2 separate regions of the Mus musculus genome follow, and region 1 is linked to region 2. Evidence: chromatin contacts called from public promoter capture Hi-C data. All regions are on one chromosome and are shown on one strand. Each heading gives the region's core, a stretch centred on a gene start, on an enhancer-like site or on the middle of the called end of the contact. The rest is flanking DNA. Distances are from core to core; before and after follow the strand shown. Region 1 has its middle 9.2 kb from the start of Nfam1. Region 2 has its middle 36 kb from the start of Cyp2d34.

Region 1 (3,642 bases), core at 327-2,826, 390 kb before region 2:
TCTGTCGGTTCATTCTCCAGGCCTTGCCTGGGGCAGGTGAGCTAGAACAGCCCCTAAGCAGAGGGTCACAGCTTGCCATTCCTCATAAGGTCCATGGCGCCCGCCCACTCTCTTCTCCCAACCGTTTCACTCATGTCTTTCTGCTGTGTCGGGCCTGCCCAGCAAACTTCTTCCCCACGCCCCAACAATGGCGGCTTGCTTTTCCTGCCCTCCCCCAACTTTCTGGTTCTTTTGCTTGCCAGATTGTCCTTAGCCTGCTTGCTGTCCTGCCGCCATCTGCACAAGGCCAGACACTTTTTTCCCACTGTAGACAGCCATGCAGGACCTGGCAGTAGAACTGGACCCCTCCTGAGTTAGCCATCCTGCCGGGCTCCGGCACTAGCTGCCCTACACTGACCTGAGTGGGGCCAGCCACCCACTGGCTCAAAGGCCATCAACTGGCCTGGGAAAAATCACTTAGCTTCCTTATCCATGGGGATGGCAGGGAACCTTCAAATAGAAAGGACTGGGTGCTGAGGTCACACATCTTTCCCAAAGAGCAAGCAAGCCAGATCTCACACGAAAGGTCTAGGCTCTCAGTGTCCACAGAGGCAAAAAGTAACAAAGGTTATGGAATTCCCTAAGGTGGGATACAGTTCTGGATTCTCTGTCTTTCTCTGCCTGCCTCTGTCTCTCTCTCCCTCCTTTCTTAACCCCCTCGCCCTCCCCCGCTTGTGTACACACACACACACACACACGCGCGCGCGCGCGCGCGCGGTCTCATGTAACCCAGGCTAGCCTCAACTTTGCTACTTAGTGGAGGTTGACCCTGACCCATCTGGGATTACAGGCTGGAATCACAGGTGTGTCGCACGATGCCCCACTTTTCCTTTAACGTGTCTTTTCATGGTATGCTTTTTGGACTCTGACCCAGCACCCTCTCCGACTTCTGCCTCGCCCCGCTGGGCTCTCTCCTGACCTCACAGGCTCCAGCGTGTCCTGGCTCTTCTAACTCAGCTCATATTCCCCTTTCCCCCAAGGGTTTCCCGGGAAGCTCACGGGGCGAAAACGGTTGAAAAACTGCTCAGTAAACCCGGGATTTACCAGCAAATGAGAAGGCTTATGACTAAAGACTCCATACAGAATACTCAGGCAGGACTCCATCAGTCTTCCCTCCTGTCAGCAAAGAGGAGGGGGCACAGGGGACACATACTGCACAGACATCACCTTTTCCCACAGATCTGGTCCCCCCCCCTTCCTGGCTCACCCCAGTTACAGGAACATCTGATCTCTGCCCAGGGCTCCCGACCCTCTGCAGATGTTGTGTTGACCCTGTCCTCATGATGACTCTGGTAGGACCAGGGGCCAAGGGGGCCTCAGGGGTATGAGTGATAAAGGACTGTCAGAGAGCCCGGCAGCCACCCAAAGTCAGGCTTGTGGCTGCCCCGACGCAGGGCCAGGGTATAGTATGTATAATTCTGAGAGATTCAGAACATCCCTCAGTCGCCACAATCTTTAGAAAATGGATGAAAAGCTGATCAAACAGGCTTTTGATGCCAGGATGAAGAGGGGGTGGGTTGAGTTGGAGGGAAAGTGCGGGCTGGAGTTCTCCACAGCAGGAGGAGGGGCTTGTCAGCCATCAGGCCTGAGCTGAGGAACTGCAGGAGGCCTTTCAGATTTTTACCTCTGGAGTCTGTCTGCTGAGGCAGCTATGGTTAGCATGGCAGAGTGCCTAGGCTAAGCCAGCATGACACTGGATTCTGGATTCTGGAGGCATGGCCTCCAGCCCAGTTTGGAGGTGAGTTCAGAGACCCGATTCAGAAATACCACCCTGAAACTCATGAGCTCCAGGCTACCCCAATAGAGTTTGACAGTTCTGCTCTGACAGAACTGAGCCACCTTACAGTGCTCTATGAGATGCCCCATATGACCCGTGGCCACTCACAGTTTACAGGCACATCTGCAGCAGGGAACAGGGACTAATGGGACTATTCTCAGTTTACCAATGAAGGAAGTAATGTCAGGCCTCCTGGACAGTTTGCCCAGAGGCAGGGTTAGGTAGGACCTTGAACCCAAACCTCCTGCCTAAGGCAGAGTCATTATCACCTGGGAAAGGCTGACTGAGAGGCTGGGCCTCCTGAGCGAGAGACAAAAGGATCCGGAGGTAGGCCAGGAGTGGAGGTATGTTTGTAACCCCAGCACTCCAGAGGATGAGGCAAGCAGATTTTGAGTTGGAGGCCAGCCTGAGCTACATAGTGAACTCAAGGCCAATCTAGGCCACATAGTGAAACTCTGCCTCAAAGCAAAATTTGGGCACTGCATTTTTGTGTTTGTGTGTGTATTGGGGGGGGGGTGTACTTTCTCTGGAGTTACCAAGAGGTAGTTGCCAGGGTCCACCCACTTCTTTATACATGCGATTCTTTCCAACCGTGTTCACAGGGTCGGATGCGTCTCAAAGCTTGCTGATGTGATTCCTTTTGGCCTCAAGTGTTAGTTCTCTCCTTCCTGACTCCCGCCCAGCCGGCTGGTTTTGGCCAGCTAGGGCATATTTTGGGAAAACTGACTTGGGAACGCATTTAACTTGGCATTTGGAGTATTCCATAGGACTCGAAGTTACCTCTGTGTACAGTTCAGTTATTCTGCTGTCTGTCTAAGGGGACACATGGCTTCCAGAACATTCCCACTGAGGCATGAAGGGAAGTAGAATGAACCAACGGCCGGGATGGAAAGGATTTAAATTTCTTGCTGGTTTGGCATGAAGTGCTGACATCAACAAAGCTAACAGAACAGGCTCCCGCAGGGAGGTTTCAAAGCAACGTGGGGTGTAAGTGGGATCCATCCAAAGAATTTTAAGATTAGCGCTCATTCAGAAAACCCGCCACGCCACAAAGCCAGAGTGTGTGCTGCTCCTACACGAGATAAGCTGGACCCCAAAGCTAAAACCCTTTCCATGGACTATGGCATGGCAAAGGGCTGCAGACGCAGAGCAGTTCATAGGATGCTCGGCGAGCCTGCGGGAAGCCCTGGGTTTGATCCCAGACATTGTATGAACCAGGTATGCCCCGCACACGCCTGTAATCTCAGCACTCAGAAAACAGAGACAGGAGGATCAGAAGTTGAAGGTCATCTTGGCCACACGGTGAGTTTGAAGCCAGGATACATGTGACCCTGTTTCTTGGTTTGGGGGTTGTCGTGTTTTGCTTTTAAAGTGGCCAGGGGTGGTGATGTACGTAGTAAAGCCCTGTCTCAAAAAAGGGGTGAGGGGCGCTTTACAAAATTCTTGTAACACGAAGAGGGGTTAAGAGTATAAGATGGGGTTGTGTCACACAGATGGTCACCTGTCCCTTGTCTGAATTGCTTTATGTTCATGGTGTCATCACCTTTTAAACTTTGTAAAGTGAATTCTATTCCTGTTAGAATGGAATGGCAAGTCAATATTTATTGTAAGGGCCTATAGTCGTATTTTGTTTCCCTTTTTTCTTTTCTTTTCTTTTTTTTTTTTTCTTTTTCTTTTTTTTTTCAAGACAGGGATTCTCTGGGTAACCCTGGCTGTCCTGGAACTTTCCCTGTAGTCCTGGCTGGCCTTGAACTCAGAGATCCACCTGCCTCTGGAGTGCTGGAATTAAAGAAATGTGCACTGCACTTATTCTCTGGCTGAGCCGT
Region 2 (3,241 bases), core at 639-3,138:
CTGAAAAGAAAAAGACAATTAGACAACATTATAATATGACTCCAGCCAGTGCTGTGGCTCAAGCAGGCTGATTGTTTCTAGGTAAGCTTTTATATCATTTTTGATACATGAAGAGAATAGGGTCAGTTCTAAGATCAAAGACAAAGTAATCAAACAAAGTAATAAACAAAGAGGTCAAACAAGGCAATAAACAAAACTCCCTGGTCATTGTCTCTAGGTTCTTATCAGGATGACCAAGATAAAACGAATGTCACACATTCCTCAACTGAGGAATACCGAATGGCTGAGAAGCACCTTAAAAATGTTCAACATCCTTAATCACCAGGGAAATGCAAATCAAAACAATTCTGAGATTCTACCTCACACCACTCAGAATGGCTAAGATCAAAAATTCAGGTGAAAGCAGATGCTCCCAAGAATGTGGACACTCCTCCATTGTTTGTGGGATTGCAAGTTGGTACAACCACTCTGGAAATCAGTCTGGCAGTTCCTCAGAAAATTGGACATAGTACTACCGGAAGATCCAGCAATTCCTCTCCTGGGCATATATCCAGAAGATGTCCCAACTTGTAATAAGGACACATGTTTCACTATATTCATAGCAGCCCTATTTATAATAGTCAGAAGTTGGAAAGAACCCAGATGTCCCTCAACAGAGGAATGGATACAGAAAATGTGGTACATTTACACAATGGAGTATTATTCAGCTATTTAAAAAGTGAATTCATGAAATTCTAGGCAAATGGATGCATCTGGAGGATATCATCCTGAGTGAGTTAACCCAGTCACAAAAGAACTCACTTGATATGCACTCACTGATAAGTGGATATTAGCCCAGAAACTTAGAATATCCAAGATACAATTTGCAAAACACAAGAAAATCAAGAAGGAAAACCAACGTGTGGATACTTCATTCCTCCTTACAATAGGGAACAAAATCCCATGGAAGGAGTTAGAGAGACAAAGTTTTGTGCTGAGATGAAAGGGTGGACCATCCAGAGACTGCCCCACTCAGGGATCCATCCCACAATCAGCCACCAAACGCAGACACTATTGCATATGCCAGCAAGATTTTGCTGAAAGGACCCTGATATAGCTGTCTCTTGTGAGGCTATGCAGTGCCTGGCAAATACAGAAGTGGATGCTCACAGTCACATATTGGATGGAATACAGGGCCCCCAGTGGAGGCGCTAGAGAAAGTACCCAAGGAGCTGAGGGTGTCTGCAACCTGATCGATAGGTGGAACAACAATATGAACTAACCAGTACTCCCAGAACTCCTGTCTCTTGCTGCATATGTAGCAGAAGATGGCCTAGTCAGCCATCATTGGGAAGAGAGGCCTCTTGGTATTGCTAACTTTATATGCCCCAGTACAGGGGAATGCCATGGCGAAGAAGTGCTAGTGGGTGGGTTGGGGAGCAGGGTGGTGGGGAGGGTATAGGGGAATTTCTGGATAGCATTTGAAATGTAAATGAAGAAAATATCTAATATTTTTTTTTAAAAAAAGATGTCTCTTAAAATCACCTCAATCATAATATCACTGAAACAAGACATATCAAAAGCAAGAAAGGGAAATAAACAGAATACAGGATAGAGTCCAGGAAAAATGTTCCCATGTTCCATCTGTCCTCTTCCAGAGCATCGAAACGACAGAAATCAATTTTCTAAACCTGATTGCAGAGAATAACAAATCTGGGAGACCAGCTGCTCCTGATGCCCAGAACTCAGCATCCTGTTGTGGACATGACACACCTGTGCTGCTGACATGAGTATCCAGACCCCAGTATTTCTAAAGTCACATGATCCTAACAGACCACAGTTGTTCACATGGCTGAGAGGACATGGACTGAGGATGAAGGAAAATGAACAGTGCCAACAGACAGATGGTTAAAAGAGCATCCAGTTCCTCTCCCAAGAGCTGGAGACAGACAGGAAACCCATTACAGCATAGATTGTGTGACATCCCTTGCTTTTCTGTGCACTTATCTCACTTACTTGATGTAGAAACATCCAGCCTTAGTCAGTTGTTACCCCACTGGGACCACCACCCAGTCAGCACTGCTGCTTCTCTTTGATAATGTCATGTATGACACAGACAGGTAGATGAGAGGCCGAATGTGTCACCCCAGCACTGACATGCAGGTGTAAGCATCAGGCACCATAACATGCACCGTAAGTGTCCTGGAGCAAACCAGAGGAACCCAGCAACCTGAGTCTGTCAGTGACCTATGCAAGTTGTCTTCCAAATACCCTTATTATAATCCATGCTGGTGTCCTGCCTCTCATGGCATCCTTTCAGGATGTGTTGGGGCTCAAGAAAGACCCTTCCTTGTCTTTGCCTCAACCTATGGTGCCATTCTAGGGAACTGGTTTGGGGAGGACCAAGAATCATGGACAGGAAGAGCAAGCAGGATTAGAAGTTTCAGGCCAGCAATAAGCATGGAGTCACCCACTGTCTCCAGTGACACAGAGGTGGTCAGTGCAGGGGCAGCATGGTCAGCAGAGAGGAGGAGACCCGTGTCTAGTCCTTGTTGTGGGGCTGCATGGTGTGGTCTCTGCTCTGCCCCTGCCTCCCTTCTGCCACACTGAAGGTGCAGCAGAGAAAGCCTGCTTGGATTCCACTAAGACTTCTGAGCCTTTGATATTCAGAGGTCTGGATCCATCAAGAATAGGGACTGAGCCTACGTTGACCCTAGTGAATGGTGAGCTGGCATGTGTTGTGGCACAGCAGTGCCCAGCACACAAGCACTATTTGATAAAAGACTCAGGAATCATCTTTCTGTTTTCCTCAATGCAACCCATCCTGACCACAGGCCTCTGGCCTGAAGAGAAATCTGCCTTACCTATGCCCATGTGGAAGACTATTGACAGGAGAGATTGAATGACCAATTAAACGAAGGGTGAATAAGAGAGCTAGGCCAGCATTTGACAATTCCCTGAACCAATTAGTGGCACCCTAAGATTCTCAGACCATTTTTTAGCTTCCATAGATTGGGTGAGAGAAATTTCGTGTTGTATTACATCCTTCCTGATCAACTGGATGAGCACAGACCTGTAATGAAGATGACACATGCTCCAGCTGCCTCCCCCCCCATTGGCCTTCACTTACCCATCATGACTTGAGCTGTCTTTTCCTATTGCCATTCCCTCACCATAGTGGATCCAGCCTCTTTCCCTCAACTGCAGGAAACAGTTTCCTCCTGCTCACACATCCACAGAAGCCATTGATTGGGTACCAGTC

Evidence for each region. Promoter capture Hi-C pulls out the DNA fragments that hold promoters and counts their contacts.
Region 1: a promoter capture Hi-C map of hippocampal neurons shows a contact between it and region 2, with 3 times the contacts expected there. The contact joins two enhancer-like sites. A contact is called at or near these places in 1 of 39 promoter capture datasets (hippocampal neurons), 4 of 115 datasets of contacts at active chromatin or transcription factors (all in embryonic stem cells) and 1 of 9 other capture datasets (embryonic stem cells).

What each region holds. Positions count from the first base shown.
Region 1 is chr15:83,040,800-83,044,441 of GRCm38.p6, reverse strand. No RefSeq gene overlaps it. Among named protein-coding and RNA genes, the nearest start is that of Nfam1, 9.2 kb to the right of the region's middle. Within about 2 kb of position 1,576, at least 51 of the 459 cell types and tissues checked have an H3K27ac peak or open chromatin away from gene starts, as enhancers often do. A contact at or near this core is called in hippocampal neurons, where this site is marked.
Region 2 is chr15:82,655,133-82,658,373 of GRCm38.p6, reverse strand. No RefSeq gene overlaps it. Among named protein-coding and RNA genes, the nearest start is that of Cyp2d34, 36 kb to the right of the region's middle. Within about 2 kb of position 1,888, at least 4 of the 459 cell types and tissues checked have an H3K27ac peak or open chromatin away from gene starts, as enhancers often do. A contact at or near this core is called in hippocampal neurons, where this site is marked.